5 separate regions of the Mus musculus genome follow, and all the other regions are linked to region 3. Evidence: chromatin contacts called from public HiChIP or PLAC-seq, Micro-C and promoter capture Hi-C data. All regions are on one chromosome and are shown on one strand. Each heading gives the region's core, a stretch centred on a gene start, on an enhancer-like site or on the middle of the called end of the contact. The rest is flanking DNA. Distances are from core to core; before and after follow the strand shown.

What was found. Hi-C and Micro-C count contacts between places; a contact is called where the count stands out from the background. HiChIP or PLAC-seq counts read pairs in DNA pulled down with a chosen protein or histone mark. Capture Hi-C pulls out chosen DNA fragments and counts their contacts.
Region 1: a promoter capture Hi-C map of liver shows a contact between it and region 3, with 2.6 times the contacts expected there. The contact joins the promoter of Luc7l2 here to the promoter of Tbxas1 in region 3. A contact is called at or near these places in 7 of 39 promoter capture datasets (the 3T3-L1 cell line, the C10 cell line, HPC-7-derived erythroid cells and 3 more), 3 of 484 Hi-C or Micro-C datasets (all in the G1E-ER4 cell line), 7 of 115 datasets of contacts at active chromatin or transcription factors (the HPC-7 cell line, bone marrow-derived macrophages, epiblast stem cells and 4 more) and 2 of 9 other capture datasets (liver and macrophages).
Region 2: a contact with region 3 is called in a Micro-C map of embryonic stem cells, with 2.5 times the contacts expected there. The contact joins the enhancer-like site here to the promoter of Tbxas1 in region 3. A contact is called at or near these places in 11 of 484 Hi-C or Micro-C datasets (B cells, the G1E-ER4 cell line, the N1E-115 cell line and 5 more) and 2 of 115 datasets of contacts at active chromatin or transcription factors (memory CD8 T cells and trophoblast stem cells).
Region 4: an H3K4me3 HiChIP or PLAC-seq map of stem cell-derived neural progenitor cells shows a contact between it and region 3, with 4 times the contacts expected there. The contact joins the promoter of Ubn2 here to the promoter of Tbxas1 in region 3. A contact is called at or near these places in 2 of 39 promoter capture datasets (pre-B cells and stem cell-derived epiblast-like cells), 2 of 484 Hi-C or Micro-C datasets (both in the G1E-ER4 cell line) and 1 of 115 datasets of contacts at active chromatin or transcription factors (stem cell-derived neural progenitor cells).
Region 5: a FOXA1 HiChIP or PLAC-seq map of pancreatic cancer cells shows a contact between it and region 3. The contact joins the promoter of Slc37a3 here to the promoter of Tbxas1 in region 3. A contact is called at or near these places in 2 of 39 promoter capture datasets (hippocampal neurons and pre-B cells), 1 of 115 datasets of contacts at active chromatin or transcription factors (pancreatic cancer cells) and 1 of 9 other capture datasets (adipose tissue).

What each region holds. Positions count from the first base shown.
Region 1 is chr6:38,550,017-38,552,716 of GRCm38.p6, forward strand. It overlaps Luc7l2 (LUC7-like 2 (S. cerevisiae)), which reads left to right and starts at 1,318. Exons shown (of 10, transcript NM_138680.3): 1 at 1,318-1,892. The coding sequence starts at 1,832.
Region 2 is chr6:39,346,854-39,349,553 of GRCm38.p6, forward strand. Slc37a3 (solute carrier family 37 (glycerol-3-phosphate transporter), member 3) reads right to left here. Exons shown (of 15, transcript NM_028123.3): 9 at 2,487-2,665; 10 at 436-577. Among named protein-coding and RNA genes, the nearest start is that of Slc37a3, 30 kb to the right of the region's middle. Within about 2 kb of position 1,433, at least 101 of the 459 cell types and tissues checked have an H3K27ac peak or open chromatin away from gene starts, as enhancers often do. A contact at or near this core is called in Th1 cells, embryonic stem cells, memory CD8 T cells and 1 more, where this site is marked.
Region 3 is chr6:38,917,571-38,920,270 of GRCm38.p6, forward strand. Tbxas1 (thromboxane A synthase 1, platelet) reads left to right here and starts at 1,416. Exons shown (of 13, transcript NM_011539.3): 1 at 1,416-1,671. The coding sequence starts at 1,583.
Region 4 is chr6:38,432,568-38,435,267 of GRCm38.p6, forward strand. It overlaps Ubn2 (ubinuclein 2), which reads left to right and starts at 1,358. Exons shown (of 17, transcript NM_177185.4): 1 at 1,358-2,031. The coding sequence starts at 1,606.
Region 5 is chr6:39,376,385-39,379,084 of GRCm38.p6, forward strand. It overlaps Slc37a3 (solute carrier family 37 (glycerol-3-phosphate transporter), member 3), which reads right to left and starts at 1,323. Exons shown (of 15, transcript NM_028123.3): 1 at 1,235-1,323.

The DNA of each region.
Region 1 (2,700 bases), core at 68-2,567, 370 kb before region 3:
AAGCTGGGTGTGGTGGCGCACGCCTTTAATCCCAGCACTTGGGAGGCAGAGGCAGGTGGATTTCTGAGTTCGAGGCCAGCCTGGTCTACAGAGTGAGTTCCAGGCTACACAGAGAAACCCTGTCTCGAAAAAACCAAAAGTTGGGAAGAAAAAGTGGAGAGAGACGACATGTAATTAAAAAAACAAACAAAAACCCAAACAACAACTAAACAGTTTTATGCTAAGTTGGCAGCTCAGTTTGTCTTTTGTGTCAGGGTGATGCCTAACTTCTGCAGAGGTGAAAAATGTCTCCATTCCTAACCTATGCTGAGTCTCCGGTATTCTCACTTTTTAAGGCTATTTTTCTCATAACATTGACACCCTGTCTCAAAAACAGTACTCTGAATAATTGTGTTTTTTTTTTTTTTTGGCAAGTTGCTGACTAGATAACGTAATTTGCATCGGCTCAGTGCCTAGTTAAACCTTGGAATTGTGATGATTCTTTCATATGATTTTAATATGAAGCTGGCGCTAGTTTGAAGTTTTAGTTCCTCAATGCATGGGCAATTATAATGAAACGGCAAAAAATATCCATAATTTCCCAGTTATTATCTAAAGTTGCGACGTTTCAGCTTAAAAGACTCGCCAGTTTTTTTTTCCTTTTCGAAAACCGGTAAGCAGCCGTGGCCTAAGTATTTCCCGTTGGCTCACTCTGGCCTCAGCCCCACCAGCCTTGAGATTAAGAAATCAACTACGGTTGGAAGGTCGCAGTCAGCAGGGCGTGGGAGTGCAGGGCGACAGTCAGCCAAGAACCCCACGGAAACGCTGCTCTGCATTATGGCCTGTCCCAAGCTCTCACTTTGCCCAGCTCCGAATTCAGACTAGCAGCTTCCAGCTGTCCTAAACGTAGCAGAAGGGGTCGGGAGGCCTGATTTCCACTGTGTTGATTTCGCGGTTTGTTTGCTTTTTCTTTTTCCTGAACCTGACATGTCCCGAACTCGGGCACTGATGAGGGGCAGTGGCCTGAGGATAAGGTTAGGTGTCCTCCGCTCGGGCTCGGGGCTCCCACGGGCTTGCGATTCCGCCAGCATCCGTCGGGAAAGCACTAACCCTGAGAACTTCTGTCGCACTACTTACTGCGACTCGCTCTAAGCTCGGCACTGGCTAATTTGCGGCTGGACGCCAGGGCGGCAAACAGCAAAGGCCTAAGTGACCTGCTGCTTAGACGCCCGGGGCCGAAGAGGCTTCGGAGTAGGCTAAAAAAAAAAAAAAAAAAAAAAAAAAAAAGAGCATCATTCTCGCGAGACTCAGCCTCCGAGAGGGGCGGGGTGAGCAGACGTGAACGCGCTCGGGAGCCGTTAGGGTGGGACCCTTCGTAGGAGGGGCAGGGCGGAGCGCAGCGACGTGGATGGCGATTGGCCGAACCCCCACGGGAAACGACTAGGCGCGAGCTGCGTGCGCGCTCCCGTCGCGGCGGCTGCGAGCCGCGTCAGAGCTCGCTTGCTGGGGGGGGGGGTTGACGGCTTCTGGCGGGTGTTGGTGTCGGGAGGAGGCGAGAGTCGGCTTAGCCTGTGTCGCGTCTGTCTCAGGAACCGGACGGAGAGTGAGGGCACCAGGGCTCACTCTCTAGGGGGGCTGCCATTTTCCGCGTTCACGCCGTCGTGAGGAGCGCAGCCCGGACTCTCCACGACCCCTCCGACTCCCTACTCGCGGGCCTCGAGGCCGCGGCGGCCACCGAGACAGCGCCGCACCTCCCCCACCCCTTCCCCTCGTCCCCCGCCCGCCAGGGCCCGGCCGGTGCCCCACCCCCGCCTGCCTGCCCGCCCGACCGCCCGCCCGCTACGCCGCCGCCATGTCGGCGCAGGCCCAGATGCGCGCTATGCTGGACCAGTTAATGGGCACCTCTCGGGACGGTAAGTCGCTGCCAGAGCCCTGGGGGTGGGGGAGGGGCCGTGCCTGGGGAGGGGGAGGCCTCCGAGGGAGCACTTGGGCGCGCGCGTGCGGCCGAGTAAGGGGTTCCCAGATTGGTAGCGCGAGGTCCCCCCCGTCTCTCTTCCAGTCCAATCAGGGCTTGGCAGGCGGTCTTGGGGGCGGTGACCGTGCGGATTGGCGGGAACTGCTGCCAATGCGGCGAGGCGGGGCCTGGGAGCAGAAAGGGGAGTTTGTGCCTTTTGCTGTTGACTTGGCGGGGTTGGGAGAGCCCAAGTCTGTCTTGGAGTAGTGGGGCGGTCAGTTTGACTATTGATCAGGGACCGGCGGGGCGCTCAGGTCTCCACCCCCAGCTCCAGCTCCTTTCCTCTGGGCTTTCGGATCACCCCTCGCCGCCGTCCTCTAGAGTGTGGAGAGAAACATCCCCTCCCTCCCTGGTCTTAACGAAACCACTACTAACCCCCAGTTCCAGGGACGCTTCGTCGAGCCCTTACAGAATCAACTTTTTTTTTTCGTGTGTGTGGAAAATCTGACCCAAACCATGGTTTCTTAAAGTGGGTGTGTTTGGCCCCATTTTGTAGAAGTGTTTAGGCCTATTTTTTTTTCCCACCGAGAGACCTCCATTTTGTTAGACCACGTATTAGAGACTTCAGTAAATATTGGCAAATTTTACCTGTGCTGAAAACAGAATCATTTTGGATATTTGATGCCCACTGAATTAGAATTGAAGGAAAGGGCTTTTAAAAATACAGTTAGATTAGAATCCTTAGAAAGAGTTATTTACGTGTTTGT
Region 2 (2,700 bases), core at 183-2,682, 430 kb after region 3:
GGTACCTGACAATCTACACACTAAGGTGCTATGTTTGCTTCCTTGGCTGGAGATAGCGGGACAGTGGGAGGAAGCCAAAATGAACACATTCCTACTCCATCTTGAATCTCTCACAAAATCAGCTTCAAAGCCAAGCCATCCCTGAAAGCACACAAAGGCGCTGCATTTAAAGAGATTTCCAAGTGTTCCCAGGACAAAAGAGCTGATCCATCACCCGCAGACTAAGAGAAGACAGCCCCTATAAACCACAGCCTGTCAGTCTCAAGCTGGCCCTCTTCCTTTGGACTTTTTGTTCTCACAGAAGCTGCGTGTTTACTGGTAGGACGGGTTGGGAAAGACGGCTGTGGAGCAAGCAATAAAACTTCAAATGAGATTTCCTAACTCTGAAAGATGGCAGGCGACTAACCACGCGGAAGGAGAGGCACACATGCGTACCTATGATACCTCCGACGTCGTACCAAATGGACAGCTTGTCAGCTTCGGCTTCCTTCCACCCGAAGTTGTTACTCAGATAAAAGGGCAGCCAGAAGAAGAAGGAGTAGTTCACTAGCTTCAGGCAGGCGTAGGCCAGTGAGTACTGCAGGAGAAACCACAACTGTCAACAAGCAGCATACAGCACAGCATGGGGTCCTCCCTGACCTTACCCAGAAGCCCTCTTTCTTTACTTCTACTGGTTTCCAAAAAAAGAAAGGAGGAAGGAAGGAAGGAAGGAAGGAAGGAAGGAAGGAAGGAAGGAAGGAAGGAAGGAAGGAAGGAAGGAAGGAATTATGCACAGCTTTTTCTTAACTACCCCCAGTTTCTTCTTCTATCATTTCTCTGGTAAAAGCAAGGCAGTGTTTGAAACCCAGAAAGCAGTACACACTGTACCCACGTTTCTTTATTTAGACAAAAGGTCCCTGGTGTTCATGCTTCCAACCACCATCAGCCACAGGCAAATTGGCCTAGCAAACCTCAGCTCATCTTGCTGGCAGCCAGGCTTTCTTGGTTCTCTCCCCGCAAATTTAATTCTGCAAACTACGGAGAGTTAATGACTCAGTCACAGACAGAAAGACATCTACCTGTGGACCACATCCCACAGAAAAGAGCCTTTCTGGAGGGCCAAAAAGAAAGAGCTATGGTTTCCACTGGCCTCTGGCTCTCTTCTGAAAGAGCTGCCTTAAGTGGGTGATGGCTGAGACTCCTGTACTCAACACATACATTATTACCAGGAAACCCTGACTATTAGCATCAAAGGGAAGGCAGAGGAAGAGGGCGGACTTCAAAGAGTGTCTGGCTAGAACTCCTGCACCCCACCCCCACCCCCACCCCAGTGCCAGTGATTTCCCAGGTGCCACTTGTTTTAAAAGTGCTTCCCTGGCAGGCAGGGTAGCAGACACCCCGTAGAGAGCCAAATCCTGACCACCACAGCTCTCAGCCCAGAAGCCTGCTACAAAGACAAAGGCTTAGCTAGACTTCCTCTCCACCCTGCCAGTGCCAGAGAACAATGGCTTAGGAGTACAAAGGAGCCAGCAAGTAAGTTTCTTGTTTAGCCACAACAAACTGAAGTTCTGTCTCTACCAAAACAACTGCTGGTATAATATTTTTATAACCGAAAGGCACTATGTTCATAAGAACAGGACTACAAGGGCCTAAAGGAACCAGAGTTTCCCTATCTCTATCTCTATTTCCCTATTCCCTAGCTCTAAGAATTAGAGAGTGTTACACTTGACTGACTGCCTGTTCGTAGGGTTAGTTTTTTAGCAGAGAGGCAGAGGGCAGAAGAGAGCTGGGAGGGACAGAGTAGGATGGCTGCAGACTTGCATCATGAAATCAGATGCTTTGTGAACTATACAATGAGCCAGGCAAGATGGGTGCCATCTCCATTCCCTGGCACTGAGACACAAGGATGGGTTGGGAGACTTATCCAAGTCTCACAGAAAGTTACTGGGCAAGCTGCAAACACAACCTAGGCCTCTTAACTTCCACTCCAGTGATAGGACCCCCAAAACATGAAGACAGACAGACTGCAGCAGCAGGAGGGGCTCCGCTCAGACAGAGTTGACCTGGACTGCAAAGGTTGTGGAAATGCTGGGATAAATTACCAAGAAATCCTTGTGTACTCTGTCCTAGGACTGGGCAACTCCCTACTCCCCAGAATGATCAGAATTCACAAATAGGCAGATGATGAACCATTCAAAACCCCTCTTGGTCCAGGTAAATCTGAGAGATCAAAATATTTAAAAACTTGTTAACTGTGCCTTGGCAGTTGCATGATGGATCAGCATCAGCATGTTCACGAGTCACGTCTGGACATGCCCGCCCAACCCCTGTTGTCTGAAGCTTCTATATGTGACAGGGTTTCCATGGCTACCAGGGAAGCTGACAGATGCTACACAACCACCTAGGACTGCATCAGTAGACAGTAGAAGGCAGCGTGCTCCCCACCCAGCACAGCACTGAAGGTACCACACCCGGCCAGCTGTGGAAGGAGACCAGGGAGTCCTTACCGGGATGACCCCAGGAAGGCAGCAAGCCTGATGAAAGCTTATGGCCTTCACTTGGACGACAGCCCTGTCCTCCTGGATCGAATAGTTAGGCTCATAGTCATCTTCATTTTCAGCACCATCGATGAGTGGCCTCTGTGAATCTTCTTCCGAGCTCTCCTCTGCCCCGATACTCGGGAGACCTAGGAGAGTATTAACAGCGGCCCTGTACAGACAC
Region 3 (2,700 bases), core at 166-2,665:
AAAGGCACTTGGGCTATGCTGCTGGCCACATCCCACTCAACATTCCCAGGGCATATCAGCAACTTCATAGCTCTGAATGGAGCTGCAGTAAATAAACTTACTGATTAATGTTTAGACCAGCCTTTCTCACACTTATCTCACCTTGGACGCCTTAGGGAGCACTGTGTGTGTGTGTGTGTATACACAAGTATATATGTTGTTTTTTCCACAGTGTTGCTCTGGCATGTGCACTGAATTCAGTCACATCTGAGGTTGTTCCTTCCCTGAGCATGGCCATAAACCTGCCGTTGCTCCAGTAGCACTAGCTGTCACTCTGCATGGTAGCTCCTTAATTTGAGCAGACTATCTGACCCTGTGGAGGAGAAGCCTACTCTGAGAGAGGAGAAAGAAAGATGGGGGGGGGTAGTTGAGGAAAAGAACAAGGCTCGTGGGTCTTACCGTAGTACTTAAAGCGCAGAAAGGTTTTCCCACCTCCAGGCCTCCACCCATGCTCTCTTTCTGCTTCTCCTGCAGCTCTCTACAGGACAAACTGCTTTCTCACAGGCAAATCTCAGTGATGGCTTTCCTCCCTAGAGTCTTCCCCACTATACCTCCTAGCAGGCCATCCCACAGGCTGTCCCCGAAGCTCCGTTTTGAGAACCTTCACAGCACTGTTCTGCACTGGTAATTATTCCTTCGTTTGTAGACTGTATATCCATCTGCAAAGAATCTTCTCCAGGGTTGGGGGCCAGCATCATTTGTGAGTATGGCGGATGCTGACCCCATATACACTCTATGAATGGCCGAATAACGTCATGGTGGGTGTTTTCCTGCTCACCCAACCTTTTTATCTGTCTTCAGGATGAAACACGCTGATGAATAAGCAAATAAAATCATCCAGTGTCTTTCATCAAATTAGACCAGAAGCTAGAACAGTCAACCCACACACGACTACGAGTGAGCTTTTACACAACCAACAACTCATGCTGAGAGCGCTCACCCGAGGTAAGATCTGTGGTCTGCACCAATACTGTGAGCATGCCTCTCCTCTCAGTCAGGAGCTTGCATCCTATAACCAATGCACTGGGAGGTGGTTGGCTACAAAGCAGATGATGCTGTCCACCTGGCCCCCAGAATCCATGGAACATTCAGAGTGCCCTGGCCTGTGTCACCACTGAAGTACAGATCGACAAAGGTGTAGAGAGGCAAATCTTGCAGGAGGTCTTTCTCTGAGGACGGCGTATTTGAGAAGCAGTCAATGGTTAACAACCATTTTGCTTCATGATGACCATGAGGCCCGCCTGTCTGCTCCTGTTTCTGGGGAAGCTAACATAAATGTTTATTGACAACACAGTCATCAAGAAAATAAAGTTGCTGATTCATTGCCCTGAAGCCCTTTGTTTCTCCCTCTGCTTCCTTCCTCTTTATAAAGAAAGGCACACTCTAAGAAAGAGCACTTTTGGGGGACTCACTTGATGGGATGTTCAGCTGACTACCTACTTCTTTCTCCACCACCTATATACAGATCAGGACTCCTATAAGGGCAGGAGAGCAGCACCCTCTTTCCTCCTGAGGACCACCCCTCCGGGGTCTCCGAGGAAAAATGGAAGTGTTGGGGCTTCTCAAGTTTGAAGTCAGTGGTACCATAGTGACTGTGACTCTGCTCGTGGCTCTCTTGGCCCTCCTGAAATGGTAAGTGTGGCCAACCACAGGGACTGCGACACTACAAATGTCAGCCCAGGAGCCTGTGGTGCCAGGTGGGGTATGCGGGCGTGTGTTTTTCTTCTTGTCTAATCTAGAGGGAGTTGAGTATTAACACGGCTTCGGAATTAAAAGCAAACAGCCAGGTTAATTTTTTGCTAAAATGCATGAGATTCAAGTGTCAGGAAATGCTGGAGACTCTGTGACTGGGAACGCTACACACAATTAAGTCTGAAAGAAATGGAAAAAGAAGCGGATTGGAAAGGCATCGGGGATGGCTAGAAGGGCTTTCTCCAACCCTGACGTACCTGCTCACCTTGTTTTTTGAAATCATTTCATGTTGAGTTTGCAACGAATTCAGCCTCTTGGCTCACATCAAGTTAAAGACATGGAAGCTCTTCGGCAAACAAACTTTACTGGGGACAGAGATGCCTGCAGGGTTAAGGACAAAGTGGTAGAATAAATTTCCCAATTTTCTAATATGTGGTAGAAGGGGATGGGTGCCAAATTAAGAGCCAGGTGTGGTGACAATGAAGCTGGGGACCCAGAAGGAATCTTAAACTTGTGCTACATACACTGTTGCTCTTTGTGTGTTTGTTAGTTCAACAACAGACCTTGTGTTTTAAAAGCTGGCCCCAATGGTGACTGTGAAGGACAGACCTCACAATGAGCTATATTTGTGTTTACCCAGCGGGGTCCTTACCTTTCCTGGAGATACCCATGGATTCCCAAACACTTGGATTTAGGTTGTCTCTGGGTTTTGAGGGGAAAGTGGAAAAAAAAAAGAAGAGCTGGAAGAGAGTTTCAATTTATGTTTCTAGTGGTAATAAAGCCACCCGTAGATTAATAGCTGGGAAGGCACTTTGAAAAACATCAAGCATTATGCAAATGTGAGGTATTATTCTTTTGGAATTTGCATAGCTGAAAGTGGAATGTGCGTTTGATGTTCTCTGATGATGATATGACTTATTGGAAATTGGCTCTGAAGCCCAGCATCGGGCCCAGTGCTCTTTTGGTTTT
Region 4 (2,700 bases), core at 108-2,607, 490 kb before region 3:
AGACAGGGTCTCACTATGTAGGTCTGGCTGTCTTAGAAGTCACTAAATAGACCAGGCTGGCCTTGAACTCATAGAGATCCGCCTGGCTCCAGAGTGCACCCACTTCCATTAAGAAGTGTTAGCTGGCCGGGCGTGGTGGCGCATGCCTTTAATCCCAGCACTCGGTAGGCAGAGGCCAGCCTGGTCTACAGAGTGAGTTCCAGGACAGCCAGGGCTACACAGAGTAACCCTGTCTCAAAAAACCAAAAAAAAAAAAAAAAAAAAAAAAAAAGAAGTGTTAGCTGACCTGCAGTTGTCTATGTGGACCATGTTGAAATGTAACAGCCTGTATCTTCCTGACACTAAAGGGATACATCTCTACACCTGGCTTAGAGCTAGCACAATCTTTTGGGTTGAACATTCCATCACCATTTGGTACACCTTTGGAAAGGAATAGAAGAGCAAATATTAAAAACGTCTGTGACGACTCTTTGACTCAGCTCTTCAACATCTAATATAGTTGATGCAATTAACAAGCTTGGGTTTCCTTGAGGATGCGGCAAGGGAGTCTTTCAATTCCCTTTCTATTGAATAGATGAAAAGGGCTAGTAATTCTCGTCCGTTAAAATCTGAATTCCAGTTCGTTTCCCACGATGCTCCAACGAAGCCTAAGCAACGCTCCTTCCCACTCAAAGATGAGCCGTGAATTTTCTTCCCCCGGGAGCATGTCCCCTAAAATAACACCAAAGGCTGCCAAGACGTTCAAGTCTTCAAGAACTGTTCCTTTGCCAGTTCAATTTCCCAACTGAGGCGCGTCACTGAACGTCTCACCGCCATGCGCAAAGCGGCTAGGAAGAGGTGTGGGAGGCAGCGGTGTGGGAGGCAGCGTAGCGCTTTCGGGAGGGGTCTGAGGAGAGTTTAGTTTTCGCCTTTCTACCCTGGACACCTCAGGTGACGGGACAACAGACCGGCGGGCCCGGCGCCGGGCCGCGAGCCCCTCACCCCTGCCCTGGGTCCGCCTGGAATCCTCAGCTGACAACCCTGTTCCCCAGCGCCGAGAGCCAGAGGCCAACGTCGGGCGGGACCCGGCGCCATGACTGTGTCGGTCCCAGGCACATCGCGACGCTCACCCTAAGGGATCGGCGAGCGTGCCTCGGTTTCCGGGCGAGAGGAGGAAATCACTCAGGGAACCCCAAACCCCTCCTTTGAAAGCAAAGCAGAGAGCGTCCCCGTTGCCACGGAGACAGGCCTGTCTGTGACGTCACTTCCGCCGAGCTGTCTGGCCTCCAGACTGTTGAGAGGAAAAGGGGAAAACTGAGCAACAGCCACGACTGTGGACGCGAGCGTCTCGAGTGTGCGCATGCGCCCGCTCAGCGGCCTGCTTCTATTTATGTGGGGGATCCAACATGGCGGCTGCGGCGACCCTGGCGATGGCGGTGGAGCCCATCAGAACGTAGTAGCGGGGACGGGGACCCGGTCCGCACTCACGGTGGCGTCCGCGGGGACAGCTGAGGGTGCTGGAGGGAAGAAAAGTGACGGAGAGCAGAAGGAGAGGCGGGCAGGCGCGCCGTGCGGCGTCGAGGCGAGAGCCGGCTCGAGCGAGCGCCGAGGGCCAGAACAGTGGGGATGGCGGAGCCGCGCAGAGTCGCGTTCATTAGCCTGTCACCGGTGAGGCGACGCGAGGCCGACTTCGCGGGCGCCGAGCGCGAGCCCCCCCGACTGGAGCCGCAGCCGTACCGCGAGCCGGCCCGGGCGGAGCCGGCCCCCCGCGCTGACGCGCAGCCCCCGGCGCGCGACAAGCCGCTCCCCCAGCGCGAGGTCAGCCGCGCCGAGCCGCCCATGGCGCTGCAGCGCGAGCCCCCGCGGCCCGAGCCGCCGCCGCCGCCGCTGCCCCTGCAGACTCCCCCTCCGCGGGAGTCGGCTTCCCGGGCGGAGCCGCCGCCGCGACCGCCGAAGGAGACGGTTCGCCTGGAGCTGGTGCTCAAGGACCCCACGGACGAAAGCTGCGTGGAGTTCAGCTACCCGGAGCTGCTGCTGTGCGGAGAACAACGGGTACAGAGGGTCCCTCCCTCCCGGCCGCCCCACAGCCCGGGCGCCTCCGGACCCGCCGCCTGCCCGGGCTGCTCTGCACTTCGCTCGCCCCGGGGGTGGGGTGGCGGGGGCCGGGCAGCTAGACGGGGCGGGAGCTGCGCGGCTCGGCCCTCCTGGGTGGCCGATGCTGCCCCCACCACACCGCGCCGAGCCGGTTTTCCTGTGCACCTTTCGAAACCTCAGCTTTTTCCTCCTTTTCCTTTCTGTTCCCCACACCAAATCCCGAGGCCCTGTGAGCCGTGCGGCTAGCTTCTTGTGGCACTTCCATCTGTCGTTCCGGTAGAAGGGAAGCGAAAAAAAAACCTTGGGGGACACGCCCCCCGGTCTGAAGCGGAGAGATTGTGTGACCCCTTCTCGGCTCATCCTCATCCTTCCTCAACCCAGCTGTACCGTGCGCCAGGGCTGCTGAGATGGGCTCGTGGCCGGGTGGTTTATTTTCCTTGATTGAAGGGGATTTAAGAGAAATTAAACATTTTCAGAAACTAATGATTCCACGTTAGGAATGAAAAAGTGGATTCGTAATGTGGTTGCACTTGTGTTGGTAAATATTGTTAGCTTTGTGTGTGTGTGTGTGTGTGTGTGTGTGTGTTGAGTTTGTGCACATTGTCTTTGAATGGAAAGGTCTCTTGT
Region 5 (2,700 bases), core at 73-2,572, 460 kb after region 3:
GCTCTCTCTCTCTCTCTCTCTCTCTCTCTCTCTCACACACACACACACACACACACACACACACTTTTTCTTAAAACTGCCGCATTACCACAGATGTTAAGGACTTAGCTAGCTGTTTCAGGGTTCCTAAAACCACATCCATTTATACCAGGGTTCCTAAGGCCAACTTCTCCCTATTTTCTTTCAAAGACAACTACTTTCTCCTCTGCCCTTCAGACAAAGCCCTAATCGTGCCAGTTATCACTGCAACAACAGCATGTCATCCTCACTTGAGGACCAGGCACTCATCCAAAACCTTAAACAATGAGCACTGAACTGCTCCTGAAAAACAGAGAACTCTGACACTAAAGGTCAAGTCCATTTACTTCACTTCTTTCCTCACTTAAGGATTAAATGAAAGGATTTACTGTGTGTTTAGGGCAGACTCTGTTTTACTTACAAGGAACATCTGGCAAGTGGCAAAAGAATAATTCAACTACCACAGTAGTCGAGGTGTTCTCTTCATCAGTGATTGTTTCGTAAACAGAAATGTGAGTGAAGACATCAAGCAATGGCTAAAGAGGCTCGCCCTGGCAACTAGGTATCCTCTAAACATTTCAGTAAAATATCACGGCATCGCTTAACATATTGCAGAAAATGTTAAAAGTGGACACATCCCCATTGTCTTATCAAAATTAAGAACAGGCCACACTCTACAAATAAGAACAACCAAAGTCTGACATTCGAATAAGAAGCAGAGCCGAATTCCCTGAGGTCGTGGCAGTTACTCGAAAACAAACCCCTAGTTTTTCCACGAAGTCAATTCTCCCTCTGACCTCCGTGCATCCTATCCAAACGCCTCCCACCCTACCTGAAACGTGGCCCTCCTCTTGCTAAACCATGAACCCTTTCCTTGGGTTTCATTTTCTTCCGTTCAAACGTCCCATGAGCCAAGATCGGTGGGCCGAGGGGAACAAGTACCCCCTACCCGGGAGGTCTGCGTGGGCTGGGCTGGGCCACCTTCCCTCTCTGGTGTCTGGTGTCCTCCTCCCTCTGCGGTGCACACAGCCTCGGGACTGCACAGCGGCAGCACCAGGAGCTCCGGTGGGGTCCCGGTGGGGGTCTGGTGGGGGCCAGCTGCCAGCGGCGCCCGAGCCGCCACACCCACCAGCTGTCCGCGCTTCCCACGCCCGAAGCCCACCGCGCGCCCAACCCGGCCAGGACCCCAAGCACCCGAGCGCACGCAGGCTCGCACCTGAGACCCGCCGAAGAACCCGCTCCGCTAGACTCCGCTCCCGCCGCCCCCGCCGCCACCTCACCCAGCGGGATGTGGCCAGAGCTTCCGGACGCTCACGTGACCTCGGGGACAGGTGCATGCCGGGAGCTGTAGTCCGCCAGTGCCGCTTTACCTGCGAGCTGTAAAGTCCACTGGTTGGGTTTAACTGAGCTCCTGCAGGAAGGGACTAGGTCCAGAAATGTTAGCGGAGAAAAGCAACGAGTGAGAGATATCATTTGAGAAGAACCGATAGGCTGACCATTTTTTCAAGAGGAGGCGTTATTCTGTTTTAGACTCTTGTTTAATTAAATGCAGTTGTCCATATAGGTAGGAATAGTCATTCACCTGTTTGTATTCACAGCTCTGCACCCCATTGCCATTGCACCAAAATAAATAGTTCGTATTAAGATCCCCAGCAGCGTAGCTGGAAAGATGATTAAATACATACATATGTACGTACATACATACATCTGTGCATTTTTTTTTTTAAAAAAGATTTATTTATTTATTATATGTAAGTACACTGTAGCTGTCTTCAGACACTCCAGAAGAGGGCGTCAGATCTTGTTACAGATGGTTGTGAGCCACCATGTGGTTGCTGGGATTTGAACTCTGGACTTCGGAAGAGCAGTCGGGTGCTCTTACCACTGAGCCATCTCACCAGCCCACATCTGTGCATTTTTAAAAATGGAACTGTAGAGGGCTGGTGAGATGGCTCAGTGGGTAAGAACTGCTCTTCTGAAGGTCCGAAGTTCAAATCCCAGCAACCACATGGTGGCTCACACCATCAGTAATGAGATCTGACTCCCTCTTCTGGAGTGTCTGAAGACAGCTACAGTGTAATTACATATAATAAAAATAAATAAATCATTTTTTAAAAAATGGAACTGGAGAGACGGCTCAGCAGTTAAGAGCAGTGACTGCCCATCTAGGAGACTTAGATTTGGTTCCATGGTGACTCACACTCTAGTTCCAGAGGACCTGACACCCTCATCTGGCCTCCGTGAACATGACACACACAGAGACATACAAAAACACATAAATAAAAATAGAAAGGGGGAGAGGAAGACGTGGAGGAGGAGAAAGAGGAGAGAAGGAAGATTCCCGTGCTACCACCCAGTTTCCTCTTTCAGGGCATCCAAGGCCAGGTAGTAAGAACGCTTCCACCCGGCGCACGCCTTTAGTCCCAGCACTCGGGAGGCAGAGGCAGTCGGATTTCTGAGTTCGAGGCCAGCCTGGTCTACAAAAGGCACTCCTGGACCTGGGTTCATTTCACAGTTAATCTTATGTCTTCGGTGACATCCACCAAACTCTTCTTGACTTACAGACCAGCTTTTAGCTAAACTTTACTAAAACCCTGAAGGGTTTTGGTTAGGAAAACTGAAGCCACAGCAATAGACCCAAGATCCCCCAGCAGAGGAGACGCTGGAGTAATGAGCTAATGC